Linked DNA regions of Mus musculus: regions 2, 3, 4, 5, 6 and 7 are each linked to region 1. A link is a contact called in public promoter capture Hi-C data. All regions are on one chromosome and are shown on one strand. Each heading gives the region's core, a stretch centred on a gene start, on an enhancer-like site or on the middle of the called end of the contact. The rest is flanking DNA. Distances are from core to core; before and after follow the strand shown.

Region 1 (3,095 bases), core at 407-2,906:
TTCAGGACCTTGTAGAATGTGCACAGAATTCCCAGTGGCAGCAGACTATCATCTGCAATCTTTTCTAATGGAAGCCACGACCGGAGCAGGGCACCAGTGGCAGCTTGCCTGACAGTGGGGCTGCAAGTTCAGAGAATGCTTCTCAGAGGAGGAGGCTCCTCCTGAATATGGGATGAGTGAAAAGGCTGCCTGAGGTGTTAGTTAATAGATTGCTATATCCAAAGTCTAGCGGTGGTGGCACATGAGGTGGAGGCCAGCCTGGTTTACAGAGTGAATTCCAGGAAAGCCAAGGCTACCCCGAGAAACCCTGTCTTGAAAAAACAAACGGACAAGGAAACCCAACAAAGAATAGATGGTATATTTGAGCAAATATAGGAAGACTGTTACACAGAGAGGGAAGTGAGGAGCTGGATAAAACCAGAAAAAGCAGAGGAGGTTGGTAGGGGCTGGACTGATTGATGGAAGTGTTTATTGATCACCATAGTAGGTCTGGAAACACAGTAATGTACAAAAACCAGTAAAGAATTCCTGGTCTTGGCGCTGGGGAGATGGTTTAGTGAGTAAGACTGATTGCTCTTCAAGGCTGAGAACCTGTTTGAATCACCCATTCCCGAACTCAAGAGGCCTGGCCTCGCTGTGATGCCAGCAGTTGGAAGGCAGAAGCAGGGAGGATTAGGAGTTCAAGATTATTCTCGGCTACAGAGCAAGTACAAAGCTGGCCCGGGCTACAGAGACCCTGCCTCAAACTCTGTCCTAATTCCCAACAGGTAATGAAATCACAGGTCTGAAGGGAATGGGGAATACAAATAAGTACGTCTCCAGCTTTCTGGGAGATTTGTGACTATAGCTGACAATGGTCCTCTTTGCTCTCAGAAGACCCCCTGATGGTCTGGAGAGGCAAATTGGGGATGTAAGTGGGAGAGACAGGAGACTGAAAAACTGATTCAAATGGGAGATCCTGACATGATAAATATTTAGGAGGAAGAACCAACACCCAGATTAAGTAAGAAAACATTTCATCCCATAAGGGCAAAACTACTTAATCAGGCTTTTTTTTTTTCCACCTTTGACGAGAGACCCCAGACATCGAAGCGTCTCCGCCCAACCCCAAGCCTTCCCAGCGAATGGTAGCATTCTAATTCCTAGAAAGTGAAATAACCGCTCCAATTGCTTCTGGCCCCTGCCGCACCGCCTCCAGCTAACAGAGAGGGCTCCATCTCCAGGCCTCGCCCAATCAAGCGCCACCCCCGCGCCGCGCTCCTCCCTTAGGATCTTCCTCCTTCCGGCTCCCGCCCAGGGTCTACCTCCGACTGTCCTGCCCGCGGTGTTACCAAGGCCCACCTCCTGCAGACCGGCGGCAACCTCTTAGCACCGCCTCCGCTTCCGTAGGCCCAAGCTCCGCCCCTCAGACTCCTCCCCTGGGCACGCTCTTCCCCCCCACCCCGGCTCCGCCCTCAGCCTGCTGCTCCTCCCTCGTGTCCTCCCGCCCGTCAGCCCTCGGGACCCCCTCCGCCCCGCCTTCAGCACCCGGCTGGTGGAAGCCACAAACTCCTTTCCCTCAGCCCCGCCTGCCTCCTCCGTCCCCCCACCCCACGCTAGACCCCGCCCCGGCCCCGCCCTCCTCCTCTGCGCGCCGAAGCTCTGGACCTTTCCAAAGCCCGGCGCGAGGGGTGTGCAGGGAGCCCACGCGTTTGGAGAGCCCGGCCCGTGCAGGGCGGCGCTGGGGACTGAGTGCTCGGGTGGCAGGATCCTATTCGGAGGACCGAGAGGAGAACCGGGTAGGAGCCGGGGCGGCGGGCAGGCCGAGTGCAGACGCCTGTCCAGCACTCCCCCTCCCCGCGCTCGCCCCATTGGTGGCGGCCGAGCGAAGGACTCGCGGCTGCGGGGCTCGCGCCTCTGTCAGTGCGGCGGGGCGCGCGAGCGGCGCGGGGTGCGGAGCCGAGGGAAGCCGAGGGGGCGGAAGCGGTCGCGACTCTCGCGCGTGTGCTCGGGCTCCTCACGCGGCGGCCAGGGCCGCCTCTTCCCTCCCGCCCTCCGAGAGCAGACGCGCCGTCGCCCTTCGGTGCCGCGCGGCTTCCTCCAGACCTCGGCGCGGGTGAGTGGGGGCCGCGGGCCGCTCCTGAGGAGTGCGGGCGGGCTGTTCCGTGTGCCTTTTTCGTTCCTCACCTCCTCGGGCGGGCCGGTGCCTATTTTTAGAAACTCTTTCTCTCCGCGGTCCCGGGAGTCCTGGGAGCCGGAGTAACTCTCGGCCCCCTCCCTCTGTGCTCCCTCCCGGGCCCGCCGCCCCGGGTCGCCTGCCCCGGGGCCACGCGCGCCCGCCCCTGGACGCCTGGTATTCGCAGCTCGCCTCCGGTCGGTCGGCCGGGCGCGGGCCGGGAGTTGGGGGTGGGCCGGTGCCCGCTCGGAAGTTGGAGTCTTTTGTGCTGCGCCCCGCCCCGACCGGCGAGGGGAGGAGGGGAGGGAGCGGAGGTTGCGCCGGGGAGGCCTCGGGCGGGCTGGGGCCTGGCTCTGGCCTGGATTGGGGCCCCGGGTTTCTTCCGGCTTTCCAGTCGGTCCAGCTCTTTGAGGTTCCCTTAGGCGCGCAAAACTGGTCCTTTCTTTTCCCTCACGGGTCTGTCTGAGCGCCTTTCTCGCTACCCTTGCCTAGCCTTTGCTCGGTGTCTTGTGGAGCGCGGAAGGGAACGGCCAGCCCTCGAACTGGGGGGCCGCGTCCCCCACTTTGCTCCAGCCCGAGCCTCAGTTTTCACCTGGGTGAAATGGGGTCAAGGAGGAACGCAGCCTCTCCGGGTGTTAGTGAATTCAGGGAGGGAGTTAGTACAGGGCAGAAGCGTTAAATGCCAACAGGTAACGTTTAACGAGACTGACCCAGGAACTTCGTGAATGTATCGCCTCATGTCCACACCGGTCTTCCAGAGCTGTCCCTGCTCACAGGAGCAGAAATCAAGGTTCAGAGACATGAAACCGCCGTAGAAGTACAAAGCTGTTAGTAACCGTTACTTATTTCCTGATAGGAAATCTCTTTGTGCAGAGGGCATTTTGATTTACCGTTAGTCTTAACACCGTATAGGTAAGAAAGGTAGGCTCCTCTCTGAGAC
Region 2 (3,095 bases), core at 405-2,904, 2.8 Mb after region 1:
ATTACACAGAGGTTTTGAAGGAAGCAGGCTCGCTGCTGACTCCTTACTAGATATCTACTTTCAAACTTGGATCGCTTCAGGAGCCAACATCCCAAAGGGCGAGCCTCTGAGCTGGCAGCTAATCTTCCCCAGGAGATTTAAATGTGTATACACAAACATAAGACTAATTTACCAAAGTCTCTTTTTTCAGGTGACCACTGACTTCTTCCATATGCCTGAGAGACAATGTTTGCCACAATCTTCTCTGGAAATAATCCTGTCCCCCTCCCTCCACAGGGCTCATACCACACCAGGATACAGATTCCTGAACATTCCCAGGGCAGAGCCAGAAGACAGAGAGGAAGGCAATACAGGGCTCTTGGTAAATCACACAGTCACAAGCTTGAATGGAATGCGTGTATTTCAAAGAGAACAAGTAAAAAGGGCAGCCTAACTCTCATCCCCCTAGAAATAACAGGTAAGAAGTTAAAGTGTTCTGTCAACAACTTTAAGATGACCATTTTCAGATCGAGAATTGATCTGGTTCCTGGAAACTGACCAAGGTTCCAGAAATCCAATCTTTAAACAGGAACTCTGGCCATTAATGAATCTTGACTTAAAAGAAACAAGCCAGCTCAATCTAATGCTTGCCAGGGGCACATAAAATGGAACTTTTTTTGGGTCCTGGCTTTGGTGTTGCAGTTCAGATGGCTGACAGGATGGCTGGACCATGTCAGACAGGGCAGAGCTGTCCCCAATATATCAGTTCCCTGAAAGGGACAAAGAAGATCCGAACCTATAAACAGAAATAACCTATAAACTAGAACGGGCCCCAGTTTCCCAAGTAAAAAGAGACAAGAGACTTAGAAGAAACCTAAAGGTGGTTTGGCAGAGAAAGGAAAAAAAAAAAAAAATCGACTGTCCCCATCCCCCATTCTTCCTTTCCAGCCAGGCACTCCGTTCCTTCTGCTGCCCTTGAGTGCCACTCCCCACAAACTGGAGAGGGAACCGGTGTCCAGACTCGACGAAAAGTTGGTGGAAGTGAGAAGCACACGGGACCCGTAGCAGATGGTCACCCTATCACTCCGGACACAAAAGAGAGCGTTCGGGGCCCACTTCTACTTTCTCCCCACACTCCTTCGGATAAGGGTGGGGGAAGAAAAAGAAAAAAAAAGGGGGGGGGGAGAGAAACTGAAGTGGCGAGGAAAGAGTGTCCAGCCTCCCAGAAGCTGAGCCCCTCGCCAAGGTCCGGAACAGAGGAGGTGGTGGTCGCGCCCGCCCCTCCCAGCCCCGTCCCGGGAGCGCGCTGACCTTGGAGGCCAGAGTGACAGCTAAGGAACCCCGGAACCCACCCAAGGGACGGGAAGGGACCACCCCCAAGGCCCAGGTTGGGACGAAAAGGGGAGGTCATCTGACGCCAGACAAGGGTGCGCCCGACCCCGGCCGCGCGGAAAGCCCCGGCGAGAGGCCAAGCGACGCCTAAGGTGACCCCGGAGGGCTAACATGGCGGCGCGGCCGCACCGAGCGCTCTCACCCTGCCCAGGCGGGCGACGCCACGATACCTGCGAGCCCCACCATGGCACTGCCGCCACTGTCGCCGTCGCCGCCGCTGCTTGCCTCCACCTTAGCTCGCCACCAACGCCGCAGGAGCTGGGGAGACGCCCCCTTCGTCTTCTAGTGGAGCGGTCCAAGGACCCCCGGTCCAGAACCGAGCTGTCTTCTGAGAACGCCTGACAAACTGGCTCAAAGCGAGGCTACTCTCAGACACTCTCCCCTCAGTATCCGCCACGAAATGTCCTTTCTGAGTTTTTAGTAGACTTGAATAAAATTATGGGGCGCTAAGGTCTTCAAACCCGTGGAATATTTGGTCAGGCGTATCTTAGGCAGCCCCGAACCTCCGGCCCATGGTCCCCTTCATGCATATGCAGCAGATTGTGATTCTTACTCTTTGAGAGCTCCGCGGGCGAGCGAGGTGTAGTTACGCTGATGAGCGTAACTCCGCAGAATCCTTAGCACCTTGTGATTTGTGTACTTTGGGAAAACTTCTCGTGGCTCAGATCTGGCCCTTCAACCACGGGCTGAGGACGTGCTTCCTCCTTGGTGAGGAAATGGCTTGCCCCAGGCTTGTTAATGTCTAGATGAGTCAGTGTGGTCACTTACTAGCTTATTAGCCACGTTCCTGACCTCATACTGTGCGCAAGCGCAGTGCTAGAGGCTAAGGAGGTACAATTCTACTCCTGACCCCAATTTTCTCAGTCACCAGGGTGAGAGTGAGTGTCGGGGGATAGTGGAGAGACTACCACCCAGTAACCACTTGTAGTCGCACCAGTACATGATTTGTAATTAGGCATCGTGGAAGGCACTAGGAGGCAAAGTAAAGAGAGGAGAAATGAGTGGAATCCTGGTGTCTGGAGTGGGCGAGGGTTGGGGCCGTCTTAGGCATATTGAGTTTGTGCATTGTGTGAGTGAGGGGTCTTGTTCCAGACATGGAGGTGACAACCCTAAGGGTGGAAGGTGAACAAGGAATATGACAGGTACCTTGGTCATGAATTTGAATTTTTGTCTTGAGAGACATGGGAAGCTATGTTCTTCGAGGCAATGAAAAGAAATCTGGGTCTCTCCGAGGCCATTGACTTTCAGGGTTAGAAAACATGAAAGTGAGGTTTGGGACAGGAAGCCAGTTAAGCAACCAGAACATCTTTCCAGACACAAAGTCATGGTGACTCAGACAGGTAGTGACTAAGGGAGCTAGAAGAGATCATATCAAACTGGGTGCGGGAAGCACATACTGAGGCACAGGCATTGACTCCTAAGCTGTGGCTGTAGGGATGAAGAAGAGGTGAAGAGCCCTTGGCCAGGGTGGAAAGGCCCGAAGACAGGCTGCTAGGGGACAATCAGAAGTGGGACAGAGAACTCAGTAGCGGAAATGCCTGGGCACACCGTGGATGGAGAGAGTGGACCTGTATAAGGGCTGGTGGGCCTCCCTCAGCACACGGGTCTTGGTAGTGTCTAGAAGCCAAGGGGATCCAAGGCAGGAAGGAAGGAGGCCAATGGTGATCTAGGGAGGAGCTGGGAAAGGAACTGCAGAAGCGGGGTGCAGCAGACTCTCTTGTCCC
Region 3 (3,095 bases), core at 378-2,877, 2.5 Mb after region 1:
AGGAAATGAAGACTTTAATTTCCAGCACATTTTCTTTCACTTTATGACTATATAATTTAATGTCCTAAATAGCTATTTGCAAAAATTCCAAAAAACTTAACAGCTGGCTCCCTCTCTAGCACACCACTGGCTTGTCTTATTACTGAACTGGTAGAGTTCTTTAAATATATCCTAGTTCAGCACTACCCAATATAACTTTCTGGGATAATGAAAATATCTGTCCTGTAATTTCAAATTACTCAGTGCAAGATCCACCAGCTACCCTGAGCACAGCATTGGCTGATCAGAAGCATAGTATAGCTGAGGAGCTGAAGCTTAAATTTTACTTAATTGGACTAAGTTCAAAGAGAAATTACTGCAGAGAGCTAGTGACTGCTGTATGGAGGAGTGGTCCGACTCCCCGCTACATATCTGGAGTGATACTGAAGAGAAGCAGCATTGCTGTATTGCAAAATTCTACATGTTCACAATAGTTAATTAGCACACATCTAGGCTGTCATCAGAACGCAAGGGCTGAAATATTTCCTTCCTTTTAAAGTATTAAAAGTAACATTTCACAGAATAATAATAAAGAGTAAATAAGATAACATATGTAGGGTGCTCAGTACTCTTTCTGCCTATATTGTGAGCTCGGTAATCAGAGCTACACATTAGTTCTGGCTTCCATTTTTGAGTCTGTTAAATTTGCAGACCAGCGCATCCCTCAACCCTTCCTGGAGTAGACAGCAATTAACACGGAGACCCAAAACTGGTCAACACACAGAGAATAAGAGATCTTGGGACACTCAGCCCTAAATGGGATGTCTACAGCATCCCCTTTACCTCAGGGCTCATGGGCGTGGGTCTATGTGGAAGAGGAGAAGGATTGTTTAAGAGCCAGGGGTGATAAACGGCTTCCAATAAGCAGTTTTTCAGGGATTGTGTCAGTATGCACAAGACCCACAAAAGCTCAAGCCATACAAAACACAGAGAAGGGGGAGTGGGCACAAAAGACCCAACTGTAGCCAAAACTATTCATAACTGATAGCTGCTGGGAGAGGGAAAATCAGTTTTCTTCAGTGGAGTGACTGGGTATATCAACCACTCTCCAGGGCAGGACTCCATGCTTAGTTTGTTTTTTACTTTAGAAAGAGGAAAAATAGAGCATGAGTTGGGTGTGTAGGGAGTTGGGGGAGGATATGGAAGGTGTTGGGGGAAGGAAATGAATATGATCAAAATATATTGTATGAAATTTTCAAAAAAAAAAAATCAAACATTTTAAAACGCTCCTCTCCGTTACCTGTATAGCTCACAGGTTTGAAAACTGGATAAACCCTCACTCACCAGCCAATTATTAATAATCTAAGTAATGCATTAACCATAATTTCCCAAAGTGGATAAAATCAAATGTTACGATAACGCTCCCCTCCCAACCGGACCCTTTTAAAATTGGCCGGGCTGCGGGAGAGAACCGTGAGTGACAGCGCGTCCGGCCAGTCACTGTCACTGGCCAATCAGAGGTGGCCCCGTCTTAGGCCCGCCCCAAGGCCCGGCCCAATCGGGTCCCGGTGGCGGCGTGAGCAGGGCGGTTGAGAGGCGGTCGGTTCCAAGTGGGTCCCGGCGCGGGGGAGAGGACGGCTTGGCAAGCAGGACCCGTGAGTGAGGTTCGCACGCCGCGACTCAACTGCCCCACACTGCGGCTGCCGGGCACGGCCCTGCCAAGCGGGACCGCCGCGACTGACCTTTGCCGGGAGCCCATTCTGGCAAGTGGCGTGTGCCGCGGGTCCCTGGCGTCCCCTCCGGCGCGCTCTTGGAGCCACTTCCCGGAGCGGAAGTCTGCCTGCTCGGGCTCCGGTGGGACCTGCTCGGAGGAATGGCGCCGCCGGGTGAGGCGTTGCGCATGGCTCAATAGTGGGGCCCCGCGGCCGACACGCTTTGGGGAGCGGGGCGTCGCCCGCGGGAGGCTAGTGCGGACCACACGGGCGCCGGCTAGGCGCGGTTCCCCTCCCCTACGGGGCAGGGGCATGGGCACGGGCGCTTTCGGGGTCGAGCGTGTGGCGGAGGCTGCGAGCTGGTGAAGTGCTGGGGACCCGAAGGGTTGGTGGCGGGGCGTGCGACGTGGGACTACGGGTCCCCGCAAGGCCGAGCGCGAGCCCGGGCAGCGCGGAGCCCGAGCCTGGCCTCCTCCATTCATTCGAGTAGTACCAGCGGCCTACGCCTGTCACAGAGAGCCACCCCTGGCATCATGAAAGCTTTTGAGCATGTCACTAGACTTTCTTCGACTTCTAGGTTCCTTTTCCCTGACAGGGACAGGAGACTCACAGGTCTGTCTGGGAGCTGAAAGCCTAGGGTATGAAGTGATATTACGGGTGCAGACTTGTAACCGGCCACGTATTGATTGTGAGAACAGAAGCCAGGGACTCAACAGCTTAGTTTCTCATCTGGTATCTGCTTCGCAAGAGTTGTGTTAAATGATATTTCTGTGCTTGCTTTTAACAGTGCCGGGCAAAACTCAATGCTTGGTAGATTCTGAGTGGATAGGTGGGAATCTTAGTGTATTCAAGTCACTATTTTATTTGTTGGTAAAGTGGCTAAAGTCAGAACTTGCATTGAAACTTAAGTTTGAGTTTCAGTTATTTGTCTCAGGGCAAGGGAGTGGGCACCTACTTAAGAACCTTTTTTCTTTTCTTTACTTAGATAGGGTCTAGGGAGCTGGGAGTTGGTTCAGTGCAACTTGTGGATCTGAGTTCAAATCTTAGCACTGGGTATGGCTGGCTGCATTGTGCACGTAACCCCAGCATTGGAGGGCAGAGACCAGCAGATCCCAAGAGGTAACCATCTAGTCTAGCAAAAATGGTTCTAGATCAGTGAAAAGGCCCTGCCTCAAGGCAAGAAGGCATAGAACATCAGAGGAAGTCATCCTGTGTTTACTCTGGCCTCTGCATGCCTGTGCACTGGCATACACTTATGTGCATGTACCACAATACACACAGAATAGGTAGGGTCTTACTATGAAGCTGGGGCTCCAGCTCAGACTCACCATCTTGCCTCTGTTTCCCTAGTCCTGGAGTGACAGGTATGAAATAGTTTACAAACCATTTCTTGGTTTGTAAAAT
Region 4 (3,095 bases), core at 199-2,698, 2.4 Mb after region 1:
ATTTTCCCCAAAGACTCTTGATCTGCTGAATGCATGGACATGAATTCCACACACATGCCAATACAAGTCTACTTCTACACTAAGCTTATGACCAATCTGGGTTTCTATATTAGAGTGACTCTAATTCTCTAAAAAAAAAAAAAAGGATGTTGAGCTGTAACACCACCAAGAAAACAGGTATAGTAGTCACTGTCCTGCTGTAAAGACAAATTTTATATATGTGTGTGTGTGTGTGTGTGTGTGTGTGTGTGTGTAGTCTCAGGTACTTTTCTCTCATAGGAGTATAGACATGTGTACAACAGTTGCTCCCTATTTCCTACTCCCTGACCAGCAATTATTTCGCTGGCAGTCTGAGTCAGAGGAATCCTATATGTGAATCCTGCCCATGTGTATAATGAAAGCTTTTGTACATCTCAGTTAGATGCTGAAATAGTCTGTCTCGATACCCCCTGGGTATATATATATATATGTATACACACACACACACACACATATATATCATTAACATATGTGTGTGTGTTACTGGGAATACCTAATAATGATAACAAGCACCATTTATTTTATTCAGAGCCAGATACCACATCAATCGTTAGAGCAACGGCCTGGCAGAGAGGAACGTGGGGCTGAGAAGAGCTTTGTGTGTGCTGACTTTGATCTATCTAACTACAGTGCATGGTATAAACGAACTAACTGCTACACTCGATTAGGTGGAAGAATGGAGGAGTTAAAGGGCTCAAACTGCTGTACCAGGTTGCATGGCAAACTGCGTCACCTTGGGCGCTAAATTAACTTCTTACCGACCCCACTTTCTCCCTCTGTGGAATGGGGATCCAGTGGTGTTTCAAACGAGTTGGGGAAGACATAATCAAAGGGCTGAGCAGCGATGAGTAATTCATTTTACCGCGGGATCAGGTCTGATCGATTTAACGGCAGCACCGCGCCGTTTGGGGCACTGGGCGGCGCGCAGAAATCAAGTTTGAAAGTTGGGAGCCTAGGGAACCCCCGCAGAACCGGCGGCTCACTTTCCGATCTTCGGTTTCCCGCCTCAATCCAAATGGGTGGGTTGGCCGAGCTACACCCACCCTTCCCTCCCCGCACTCCTCGGAGACCCTCGTAGGTGGGGAACTCCCACCGCCCGATAGGCTTGGGGCGGGGGCGGGCCGGGGGTGGGGCCTGGCGAGGGTCGGGGCCGCCGCCCACCTGCCGCCGCTCACCTCTAGGCTGTAGTTGCCGCGGATGGCCGTGAAGTCATCCAGGGCTTCGGCCGCGCTTCCCTCGTCCAGGTTCAGTTCCTGGCACAGGGCCTGCAGCGCCTCCCTGGCCGCGGCGACCGCCGCCGCCCCCTCGGCGTGGGGCTCGTCCTCGAACATATCCCCCTCCGGCCCGACGGGCGGCGCGACCGGCTTCGGGGTTTTCTTTTCCCTCCCGGCGAGCTACCCACAACCCCCCGCGACAAAGCGCGCGAAAATCGCCTTCTTGAGCTCGCCTTCCCTTCATCGTCTGCCTCCGCTTTTCTTCTCAAAAAGTCCCTTTCTCCTCTGGAGCCCGCAGCAGCCCGTCTCCCGGAATGGGATAAGAAGATGGACCTCGGACTCTAACGGAGATCTAGCTCGGGCCCTGGGTGGGCAGCTGCGGGGCTCCGGGCCGCGGGGACGGACGTGAGAGAGCGGGGCGGAAGGATCCGAGCCGGTGCTGAGGCTGCCGGGACTGTAGCTCGCGCCCCGCGCTCTCCACCGCGGGTTCCCTGGTGTGGGTGACTTGGGACTGCGAGTCCGTTCACGCTAGTGGGAAGCCTTCTCCATGACACTGTCCTGTGGACCCTAGGTTTGTCAGCTCCCCGGCGCGCCTCCAGCCCGCTCTCACTGAGCTTTGACCCTCGATGGAGGTGGAGGCGGGAGCTGCCGAAAGTGGCTTCTTCACGTAGAAGCGCCACGTCAGAGACTCCCAAATCTCGCCAGAAAGGGATGCAGGGACAAGGGTTTGGGGTGACGGGTCTCAGCCTCACTCCCAGGATTCTGGAAACTGTCCCAGTAAATAGTCGTTTCAGGAATAGAGATGGTCCTCGCGCTTACCTGAAAGGTGTTTTTAAAACCTAAACTAGAACCTGATCGTTTTCACTCAGAATCCTGCACGAGATCATTTTTTGTCTTTAAAATACAGAAAAATAATAGCATTCAGATGCACCAGGTAACTCGTAACCTTGGGAATATCAAGCTAGTTCTCAGTCGCAGGAGGCTTTTCTCCGTGTGTGAAAATGCTATTGTGCATATCTTTGCATACCTTGCTCTTCATCATTTAAGTCTAATTTTAACCTTCTCAGGCCATTACTGAGCAGTACATCTATAAGCTGACACCTAACTTCTATTTCATCGTCTCCATTGTACCTTATCTGAAATTGTCATACTTATTGATCAGCTCTTCCAAGAGAGTTGGATGGTAGGATAGAATCGTTTGCCTTCACTGTATTCCCTGATTTGGATTATTTCTCTTCTACACTAAGGACTTGGGGCAGTGTGTTTGAAAATTACAGAGTAGTCCTTGTTTGGATGAAGGAGTCACTAGAGAAGAAAACAGGGACGTCAAGGCAAGTTATGAAGGAGTTCCTATGCCCCACTAAAGCCTCATGGTATACTCAAAGCAGAGATTTTAACATGTTAATGATGATTAATTTGTTTTGGACAAAATCCACTGCTGCGGGTATGGCCTCGTGGAGACTACCAAGTTTGGAGGTAGTAGAGTGTTGTCTTACATGACGTATCGGAAGGAATCGTTGAATTAAAATACAAAGGTGTACTGCTCAAGGAAGAGTCCTGATATAGGGAGATGGAAAGCTCTCTAAATCCCTAATAGGCAAATGACAACAGACCAAAGAAATAGCTCCAGCCTCATCTAGCTTTAGTGAGACGGTGAATTAGTTTACTGGGGTTACATAGAGGAGTAGCAGGGGTGACTCAAAGGCATTGCATCATCAAAAAGCGCATTCTGTCCGGGGTGACAATTGCAAAAGCTGCATCCTTGGAGCTCCCTGCGTGCACTAGCTGAAAAATCTCCCTACGGAGTTTGGAGGATCTTTTGTAGAAATCTATTTATTTATT
Region 5 (3,095 bases), core at 193-2,692, 2.3 Mb after region 1:
ATATAACTATATATATATAGTTAAAATGAAATCTTGCCAGGTGTGGTGGCCTACACTTTTAATCCCAGTACTCAGGAGTCAGAGGCAGGTGGATCTCTGAGTTCGAGGCTAGGCTGGTCTATAGAGACTACATAAGACAGGCCCTGTCTTACCCCACCCCCACCCCCAAAGTTACTCTTCTGTAGAGGGAGAGAAAAAGAGAAACGTGAGTTCCTATTTTTAAGCTTTCTTTCTTTTTTTTTTTTCCCCCAGAGCTGAGGACCGCACCCAGGGCCTTGCGCTTGCTAAGCACTCTACCACTGAGCTAAATCCGCAACCCCTTTTAAAGCTTTCTTAAAGTCAGTCCTTCAGTTAGGCACAAGGGGCTCCACCCCACAAGAAGTAAAGTTCACTGAATTTGAAAATCATAACCACGGAGGGGCCACTTTCCAAGCGAACACCTCCGGGGATCGATCATGCAAGGGGTTAAGCTTCACAGCCACCAACCAAGAAAAAAAAAAAAAAAAAAAAAAAAAAAAGTTGAGCAGATTCAAAGTGTTGACGGGAGCAAGACCAAGAACCAGAAGCATCCCTTAAAATTCTTAAAATTCTTGAGTGGCCAAGTTGTGGAATGTTGGGGTTTCAGTGAATAACTTGCTCTTATGTTGGAAGAGAAATTCCCTTAGTAGCACTCTGCAAATACAATGAGCACATACTGAACCCTACTAGGCTATTATGATAGTCAGTGAGAATCCAGAGATTAAGCACCTTCCCTCCCCTTTAAGGAAAACCCCAAATTCCGGGACCAGCTTCAGAGTTAAACTTAAAAGCGCTCAAAATCTCTCATGGGGCCAAGTGTTCCGGGAGCTGCGGTTAGCACAAAAGGGTCTCCCAAGCCAGGTGAGCCTGAAAGACCGCAAGCCACAGCCGGAGGTCTGGGGTAAAATCTTCTAAGAAGGGCGGGGATCGCTCCTGGCAGAAGTGACAAGTTCCCGAAAAGACCCTTCTACCAAACCTCCCTGGGCCTCTACTAGGTTCGCCGCCCAGAGTGAACCGATGGGCTTGCACTTCACCTGTGCCCACCTCGGGTAGCCCGTGTGTTCGCATCCCGACAGGGCGCCTCCTTCTCCAGCGGCGGGTTCCCGCCAGCCGCTTCCCCCAGAGACCTCCCCCTTAGGATGCCTCCCATGTGGACTCTCCCTGCTCGGCCCCACGGTGGCCATCCTTCGTCCCTCAGGCCCGCTACCTCTGAAGATGTCCAGCACTTTCTTCTCTCGGAAACCACGATTCTCTAAGAAGGAGCACACGTCCTCCGGTTCCCAGGTTCGGAGGTCGGTGTTTTGGAAGTCGTCGTCTGCAGACAGATTAGCTGTTGCAGGAGGAGTGCTCGGTGGCGTCCTTGGGCTGCCATCGCAGCGGGGTCGCTTAGCTGGCTGCTCCAAGGGTGCGCTCTGCATGGCTACCTCCGACACCCGGGGCTGCGAAGTTAAGTACCGCGGCACCGGCTCGCGCGCAGCCGCACTGACACCACACCCCAAAAGTGAGTCCATTCAGTTTTGCCAGCCTCCAGGCCTACTGCGCAGGCGCCCCGGACATCAGCCCTGGGAGCGTGGCCTCCCCGGGGCGCTCGCGCCCGGCCCATTGCGCAAGCGCAATGCCTACGCGATCGCCCTCAACTCCGCCCTTGTGTTTCTCCGAAAGGGTGGTGTTATTAGAAAAGCAAAACTGAGTTGTGGTTAAGAGTGGAGACTTTAGTGAGGACAAGGCCAAAGAGGGCATCTGGGGCTAAGGAAGGTTCACCACGCTCCAGATTAAAAAGGTCTTCTGGTGAACTGCAGGTATCTTCCTGAAACAAATACGTTTTGCCAGGTTTCAAACACCCCAAGCTGTAAACTTGTTAAAATAAAATTAAAAACAAAAAACAAAAAAACCCTATAAGGCAACAAAGCTGCCACTCCTATCCCAGAGCAGAAAACAAGGGACTGGCCCAACTGGAAAACCCTGAAGTGATTGCCAGCTGGTTGTCGGACTGTCCTGTTAGATTCCACATTCACAGTTAGTTGGCAGCAGACCGCCCTATTATTTCCAAATAGACAGTATTTTTACTAATTACTAGTCAGTGTCCAAATAGCAGGCTTTCTTTTTTTTTTTTTTTTTTTTTTTTTTTTTTGGCGTTAAGCCATTTTGGGACAGACCCCAAACTTCCCCATAAATCTTTATCCACCCATTACTAGTACAACGACCACTAATTTACGACACCTCTTCAGAAACCAAGACACATACACATCTAGGTATTTTAACGTCAGGCAGTACAAATGAGATGTTTAGTGGTGAGCCCGACAGCTGTAAGTGATGCTTAGGCATAAAATACAAGCTTGAGAGCCGGGTGTGGTGGCGCACGCCTTTAATCCCAGCATTTGGGAGGCAGAGGCAGGCTGATTTCTGAGTTTGAGGCTAGCCTGGTCTACAAAGTGAGTTCCAGGACAGCCAGGGCTACACAGTGAATCCCTGTCTCGAAAAAACAAAACCAAAAACAAAACAAGCTCGAGGCCCGATGTTCATTACCCAGCAACAAACAAACAACAGACAAACTAGAAATCGGATGAACCAAAATATTCTTAGCAAACAGTGCTGATGTGATCAGGGCCCTGTTCTAAAGGCTTTACAAACATTCATTTAACGAATTTCAGATGTAGGAAAGTGAAGTATAAAAGCTGGGAGAGAGGGCTGGAGAGATGGCTCAGTGGTTAAGAGCACTGACAGTCCTTCCAAAGGTCATGAGTTCAATTCCCAGCAACCATATGGTGGCTCACAATCATCTGTAATTGGATCCTATGCCCTCTTGTGTTGTGTCAAGGACAGTATGGTCATATACATAAAATAAATAAATAAATCTTAAAAAAAAAAAAAGCTGGGAGCTAAGAAACAACAGAGACTGGGCTTCCTGCAAAAGACCATGCTCTTACTAAATCTGCCTTAGTCAGTACTCTCTAAAGGAACAGAAATGTTAGAGTAAATATTTATGTGTGTGTTTAAAAGGGATTTATACAGGATTTAGTTCATGTAGTCCAACAATGGCTGTGAGACTCTGGAAAAGGCCAAGAATGTGGTAACTG
Region 6 (3,095 bases), core at 227-2,726, 2.3 Mb after region 1:
GCCCCAAAAGGCAGGCGAGGACAGGCCTGCCGGGGAAGCCCTGGGTAAGGACTTAGGATGGTGTTCTGCCTCTCCTTGCCAGGGGATAGCACGGTTTCCCTGGCAGCCTAACACACGGACATTGGTTCCAGAACAGAGAGCCGAGAAAGCCTGCTGATCTGGGACCGGGGTCCTGGGCAGGTTAGAGGGGGGGAAGGTCAGCCTTGGCTGACTATCCCCACTCACCCATCAGAACGTGTCCTCTAAAACAGTTTTACCGCGGGTGGGAAAGTGCACATTGGGGTCCTTTACTCGGTGTCTTATCCATAATCCTCCTCACCGGAAAAGTGGGAAGAGAAGGTGGGGCACTCTCCCTGCTTGGTCAGCGCCCTGGACTCTTGAGCCCGGATGACCAGTCCTCTCCCGCCCCTGCGCCTCCCCCATCCCCCCCAGGTCCCCACCTTGAGATAGTCGTTCTCGGAACGCAGCTCTTCCAGCTCCCGCACCAAGCCTCCGGGCCCACAGTCCAGCATCTCCTCGGTGAGGTCGGAGAAGGCTAGCGAGGCGCTGAGTGGCAAGCGGCTGCTGCCCACCGACGATGCGGCCACCGACGGCTCATCCGGGGAGGCGGGAGGCCGCGGAGGCTGCTGCCCCGACTGCGCTGGCTGGGGCGGCTGCCCGGTGCGGGTCCCCGCCGGGCCGCCCGCCGCAGACTCGGCGTCGCTGCTCAGCGCCAGCTCCAGGCCCAACTGGCGCGCCTCCTCCGACGCGCAGTCCGACACCTCGGAGCTACTGTCCGTGAGGCTGGGCGGCGGCGGCGGCGGGCGGGGCCCGGTACCGGGACGAGGGCGACCCTTGGCGCGGACCCCCGTGCGCACCCCGGCCACCCGAGGCCCCGTGCCTCGGGTACCAGGAGCCACCGCGCGCCCCTTCTTGTCGGGCCTCGCCGAGGACGCGGTGCCACAGGCTGTAGCGGAGCCCGGGCCTGTGCCGCGGCGGCCTTTGGCCAGAGACCAGCCGGCCACGTCCTTGGGCCGGGCTGGTGATGGCGCGCGGTGGCTTTTCTTCCTCTCCGCGGCGGGCGCGGGCGCAGGCGGGGGGCCGTAGCCCCGCGCCGATGACTCTCCCGCTGGCGTCTCCATCGCGGCCTCCCCGGGTCTCAGCGAGCGGCGCGCATGGCCCGGGAGTGGCCGGCTTGGGTGTCCCTGCGGCGGGTCTCGGATGCGCTCCCGCCGCTCAGGCCGCGACTGCGCTCCGGTCTCCTGCGTCCGGGGGCTGCGCTCGGGCCCTGCCCCGCGCCGCGCGGCCTCTCCGCCACTCGGTGCTCTCAGCGCGCGGCCCGATCTCCTCCAGGCGCCGCGACTCCGACTCCGGCTCCGCCCGGTGCCCGCCCCCTCCGCCTCGCCGCGCCCCCGGAGTGCGCCCGGACCCCGACTGCAGCCTGCTCGGCGATCGCCGCCTCGGACTCCCAGTCCGGCTGAGGCCAGGGCCCCGGCTCCGCCCGGCGCGGCCCGCCCCCCACGCAGCCCCGCCAGCTCCCCGCCCCGCCGCCTCGGCTCGGGGGCGCGCGGCTCGGCGAACAAAAGGCGGACGCGGCGGGAGCAGCGGGGAGGGACGCGAGCGGGGAGCGAGGGAGGGATCCGCGAGGCAACAGCGACCCCCTCGAGGGTCAGGCGGGCCCGGGCAGCCGCGGCCTCGGCTCGCTCCCGCCGCTCCGGGCCGCCGGCCGCTCCTCTGCGGGCTGGGGGATCACACCCGGCCGAGGAGCCTGGAAGCCCGGCGTCGCCGTAGGGGCCTCGTGGACGACAGGAGAGACTATTCCCTGGCAGAGGCCCCGCGGACCTCAAAGGGCCGGAGCCAGCATCCATGCACACCCAGCACCGCGCCGCGCGCCCCTTGTGGGTGCTGAGCCTGCGCGAACTCCGCCCCCTTTAACTGGGCATGACAAACGACCCCATCCTATAGAACCTTAAACTGAACACGACCTGGCACGCGGTCGGTTCTTGGTCTGAGAAGGAAGCAGGATGGATCCTACAGAGTATGCTGGACTCCTTTTGCCTCGTCTATCTGTCCGCTGCCATTGGAACCGTGGCGTTCCGCGTGCATCTTGGATCTTGCACACCCTAGTTGCCTATGAACCCGGGCATAGTCTTGTCTCCCCGACCCCAATTTCATGGTCTTTGCGATTAACTTCAGGCTGTGCCTTGAGGATGCCAGACCGTTAGGTGCTTAGGGGGCAGGTTCTAGGCCGGTTAGGGGCTGGCATGGGACTGTGACCCTGAATACCAACAGGGTCAGATTGACTCCACCACAGACTCCAAGGCCCCAGTATTGGTGGGCATGGTTTCTTTCCTCTTGAGCTATTCAGGCTATCAGAGTTAATTTCTCAGAATCCCTTACACCTTCCTCACCTCTGCCCTCTCCACACTGTGCCTAAACCATAGTAAGTTCTTTGGCCCTGGGAAGGCACTCATCAGCATGGTAGCTGCCCAGTCTCTTGCCACCCAGAAGGTAGCTCGTACACACACACACACACACACACACACACACACACACTATGCAGCCTCTTTTTCTTCCTTTAGACCCTTCTCGGTCTTTCTCTCCCCTTCTCTTTTCCCCCTTCTTTTCCATGGGTTCCTCGTCCTCCTCTTCTTCCCTCATCTTTACTTTGGCTCCTCCCCTTTCTCCTAACCTGACCTACATCATGGCCAACTAGTTCAAGGTCTACTCCTTTTTCTTTTATTGACCCACCATCCACCTCGAAGTACAAGCAGGTCTGCCTAGCACCTGGGAACCCTGAGGACCCTGGGGAGTCCTCCTACACCCAAGCCGCGGAGTCCAGTCCTAGCCTGCTCTAATGGGTCCATTACAAGTTCATTATCGTGATTGTCCCTGCTCTTAAGGGGCTCATTGAAGTGATACAGAGAGAATGTGCAGTTCTTGAAACTTGTTGCTTCCTATAGAACATGGGTTTTTGCAGTGTGAGGGCATATGCATGAGACCATCCTCAGCTGGGTAGGCACTAATGCAGACCATGCTCCATATTTCAACAAAGAATCTTAGAATTCTCCCCCCACACCTCTCTCTCAAGATGGTGTCTCATTTTATTGCCAGGC
Region 7 (3,095 bases), core at 358-2,857, 2.1 Mb after region 1:
TTGTGTATACACACACACACACACACACACACACATATATATATATATATACACACACATATAAAATAAACTTTTAAAAAAGAAATCAATTCCAAGCACCTGAATGACTGCGCCCAACTATCTGTAGGAGATATGTCGCCCTCTTAGGCAGCAGGCACACAAAGTGGTGCACACACAGACACACACACACACACACACACACTGCAGGCAAAACACCCATACTATGGAATGAAATAATTATTTTTAAAAAGAAAAGAACTCGGATTTAGAGTAAAATAAACCCAACTACTAACTCAATGATTCCAGGCAAATTACTTTGCCTTTATAAACTCACTGCATAAAAGTGATGTTCCGGGCTGGAGAGATGGCTCATAGATTAAGAACACTAGCTGCTCCTCCAGAGGTTCTAAGTTCAATTCCCAGCAACCACATGGTAGCTCATAACCATCTATAATGTGATCTGGTAACCTCTCTTCTGGCCTGCAGGCAAACATGCAGCCAGAACGATGTATACATAATAAACAATTCTTGGGGGGTTTTTCTTTTCTTTTGTTTTTTAGTGATATCCCTTAGCATAGCACATCCTGTGTGGCACCATCTGGAGGATGGGACTGATTTTGCTCATTTGTCTGTTTGAGGCAGCATCTCTCACTCTGTATGCTAGACCAGCTTCGCTGTGTAACCCAGGTCAGACGGGGCACGGGATCTTGGAATGTAGCCAGGCCAGCCTAACATTCCTCCCCGGGTTTGGACTGCAGACGAGTCACAGTGTACACCACAACGTGTCTTTGTACAAGTTCGCAGGGGGTGCTGCTCCTTCTGTCCTTTCAAAACACATCCTGGGAAGTGCTAACAACACACAGTGAGGACGGGGTAGCTAGCCCGACACCTACTACTTTTCTATTCCCCCTAGTGGGGTTCTCCCCTGGTTTCAACTTGCCTCATCCTTAGGAAAGAATTTCTCTCTTGGGATCTCAGCTTCACATTCGGATCTCAGAAGAGAACGCTGAGCAAGAGGAGACGTTAGGGTTCACAGAATTGTTTTTTTTCCCGTTGAGACAGGTTGTCGTGACCGGGGACTTACCATCCTCCAGCAGGTAGACAGGCTTGCACCATCGCCAGGCGAGGGAACTTTGGTTTGGTTTTTGTTTTTGTTTTGTTTTCCATAGTCATGAACAAAGTCGTGAATAACGTGTAGGTTTAGGAGAGAACGCACAGAAGGTAACTCCAGTGGGGCAGCCCAGGGCTTCCGGGGACCAAGGACCCGGCTCGGGAGGCGGAGCAGGATGCAAGGCCACTTCTTCTTTGTGTCGCTCCGGGGGACGAGCCGCGGCTCAGCCGGCAAGGAAACGTACAATCTCGGCTTTCCTCGGAGGGGCTGTGCCTCAGTCTTCACAGCGCCTCCTCGCGCACAGATCGCCTCCGGGCCGCACTTGTCCCTTCTCGCTCACCGTCCCCTGGCGTCCGCCGGAAGCTTCTGTCACTTCCGCCCACCGGAGGGGACGCTCGCGTCGAGGCGTCGCCGAGCTTCGGAGCCGACCGCCGCGTGGCCGCCGATTGGCTGCGTGCGCACGTCATCAGGGCCCCGCCCCTCCCTCGGCGGCGCCTGCTCCGTGGAGCTTAGCGAGCCGGCCGCTGGGCAGAGCGAGCAGAGCCTCGGCGGGCCACTGTCCCTCGCTGCCCGGACTACCGCTGCCGCCCCGCGCGCCGAGTCCCGCGGTCCCAGACCCCGACTCCCTTCGGCTTGGCCCGCGCGCCCCACGCCCGGCTCGGGCGGCGCGACGGGAGGATGAGCGGCGGGCGGCGGAAGGAGGAGCCGCCTCAGCCGCAGCTGGCCAACGGGGCCCTCAAGGTGTCCGTGTGGAGCAAGGTGCTGCGGAGCGACGCGGCCTGGGACGACAAGGTGCAGAAGGCCCGGCGAGGGAGGACGGGCCCGGGTCTCCCTCGCCCCGGCCAATCGGCCGGGCGCGGCCATGGGAGCAGGGAGCGGGGTGCCAAGGGGGCCGGCGCGTAGTGGAGCGAGCGGAGCCCCTGCTATCCCCCGCCGTTTGCTCCGCAGGATCCGGAGTAGTTAGCGCTTCTGAAGACTGCGCACGTGCCGGGTGCGGAATCCCTGAAGTGCGTTTACTTTGCACATTGCGAGGGGTGGCTCTGTCCTTGCTCGCTTAGATGAGAAAGAAGACATGCCCTGTGAGCTTTAAGATTCGAGAGCCGGTTCTAAGACCACCTTAAGAGGGTGTGAGTTAGTAAGAAAGTCGCTAGACATGGGTTAGAAGAGGTTGGGGACTTAAAGATGCACTCGCTGGTCATCTCCAGAGGATCTGAGCCTGGACGCCTCCTATCATTGCTCCATTCTGTGATCTTCAAGCCTGTCACCATTCAGCCCGATTCTAGATGGTTTGAAAAGAATGCTATATTTGGACTCCTTCCGTTGTTTGGACTGTTGAAATTGGGCTTCCCTCCCTTCAGTTCCGCCATGGAGGGGGGGAGTACTTCCTGAAGGTGCCCTTGGCCTGCCCCCAGCCCTGCCCAGCTCTTGCAAAACCTGTCGTCTTTGTGAACTGCTGTGTCATATTTTTTATCTTCCCCGGTCCAAGGACTGGTGTCTGGAGTCCAGGGCAGTTCACAAACCTGAGTGCTCTTTGTTGGGTGAAACTTAGATGAGCTGGCACAGGCCTAAGCACACACTTCTCCACCACCACACTTTCCTAACTCTGGCTTTCTCAAAAGTCGCTGTACAGGAAGGGTGGGAACTGAAGTTAATAGTTTTTCTTCCTGGAGACTCTCTAGAACTTAGCTGGCCAGCCAAGGGTTATCTGTGGCCAGGAGCACAGTGCCCATTGTCACTTCAAAACAAACTTCTATTTACGCAGCTTCTTTTAAAGAAGTAACGACTTCTCTAAAATATGGTAGAGAACAGGCTCTGGAATTAGTCACTTAATAGTCTAAATATATTGTTTCCCATCACACTTTAGTAGAAGGAATGACAGAAGAACCACATATGGAGCAAGGTGGTGGTGGTAGTGCACTGGGAGGCAGAGGTCGGGGAATCCCTGAGTTGCAGGCCAGCCTGGTCTACAGAGTGAATTCCAAGA

The links. Promoter capture Hi-C pulls out the DNA fragments that hold promoters and counts their contacts. Capture Hi-C pulls out chosen DNA fragments and counts their contacts.
Region 2: a promoter capture Hi-C map of liver shows a contact between it and region 1, with 2.4 times the contacts expected there. The contact joins the promoter of Blcap here to the promoter of Raly in region 1. A contact is called at or near these places in 1 of 39 promoter capture datasets (pre-B cells) and 1 of 9 other capture datasets (liver).
Region 3: a promoter capture Hi-C map of pre-B cells shows a contact between it and region 1, with 5 times the contacts expected there. The contact joins the promoter of Rpn2 here to the promoter of Raly in region 1. A contact is called at or near these places in 2 of 39 promoter capture datasets (liver and pre-B cells).
Region 4: a promoter capture Hi-C map of pre-B cells shows a contact between it and region 1, with 4 times the contacts expected there. The contact joins the promoter of Rbl1 here to the promoter of Raly in region 1. A contact is called at or near these places in 2 of 39 promoter capture datasets (liver and pre-B cells).
Region 5: a promoter capture Hi-C map of adipose tissue shows a contact between it and region 1, with 3 times the contacts expected there. The contact joins the promoter of Samhd1 here to the promoter of Raly in region 1.
Region 6: a contact with region 1 is called in a promoter capture Hi-C map of pre-B cells, with 3 times the contacts expected there. The contact joins the promoter of Soga1 here to the promoter of Raly in region 1.
Region 7: a promoter capture Hi-C map of pre-B cells shows a contact between it and region 1, with 2.6 times the contacts expected there. The contact joins the promoter of Rab5if here to the promoter of Raly in region 1.

The regions. Positions count from the first base shown.
Region 1 is chr2:154,789,454-154,792,548 of GRCm38.p6, forward strand. It overlaps Raly (hnRNP-associated with lethal yellow), which reads left to right and starts at 1,657. Exons shown (of 8, transcript NM_001139511.1): 1 at 1,657-2,095.
Region 2 is chr2:157,564,707-157,567,801 of GRCm38.p6, forward strand. Blcap (bladder cancer associated protein) reads right to left here and starts at 1,655. Exons shown (of 2, transcript NM_016916.3): 1 at 1,542-1,655.
Region 3 is chr2:157,277,471-157,280,565 of GRCm38.p6, forward strand. Rpn2 (ribophorin II) reads left to right here and starts at 1,628. Exons shown (of 17, transcript NM_019642.4): 1 at 1,628-1,865. The coding sequence starts at 1,853. Mroh8 (maestro heat-like repeat family member 8) reads right to left here and starts at 2,079. Exons shown (of 25, transcript NM_001039557.4): 1 at 1,722-2,079. The coding sequence starts at 2,005.
Region 4 is chr2:157,203,086-157,206,180 of GRCm38.p6, forward strand. It overlaps Rbl1 (RB transcriptional corepressor like 1), which reads right to left and starts at 1,449. Exons shown (of 22, transcript NM_011249.2): 1 at 1,215-1,449. The coding sequence starts at 1,370.
Region 5 is chr2:157,133,654-157,136,748 of GRCm38.p6, forward strand. It overlaps Samhd1 (SAM domain and HD domain, 1), which reads right to left and starts at 1,443. Exons shown (of 16, transcript NM_018851.4): 1 at 1,226-1,443. The coding sequence starts at 1,436.
Region 6 is chr2:157,077,789-157,080,883 of GRCm38.p6, forward strand. Soga1 (suppressor of glucose, autophagy associated 1) reads right to left here and starts at 1,477. Exons shown (of 15, transcript NM_001164663.1): 1 at 441-1,477. The coding sequence starts at 1,121. It also overlaps a transcript of Tldc2 not described here.
Region 7 is chr2:156,861,515-156,864,609 of GRCm38.p6, forward strand. Rab5if (RAB5 interacting factor) reads left to right here and starts at 1,608. Exons shown (of 4, transcript NM_026124.3): 1 at 1,608-1,903. The coding sequence starts at 1,790. It overlaps 5430405H02Rik (RIKEN cDNA 5430405H02 gene), which reads right to left and starts at 1,431. Exons shown (of 3, transcript NR_027914.1): 1 at 1,085-1,431.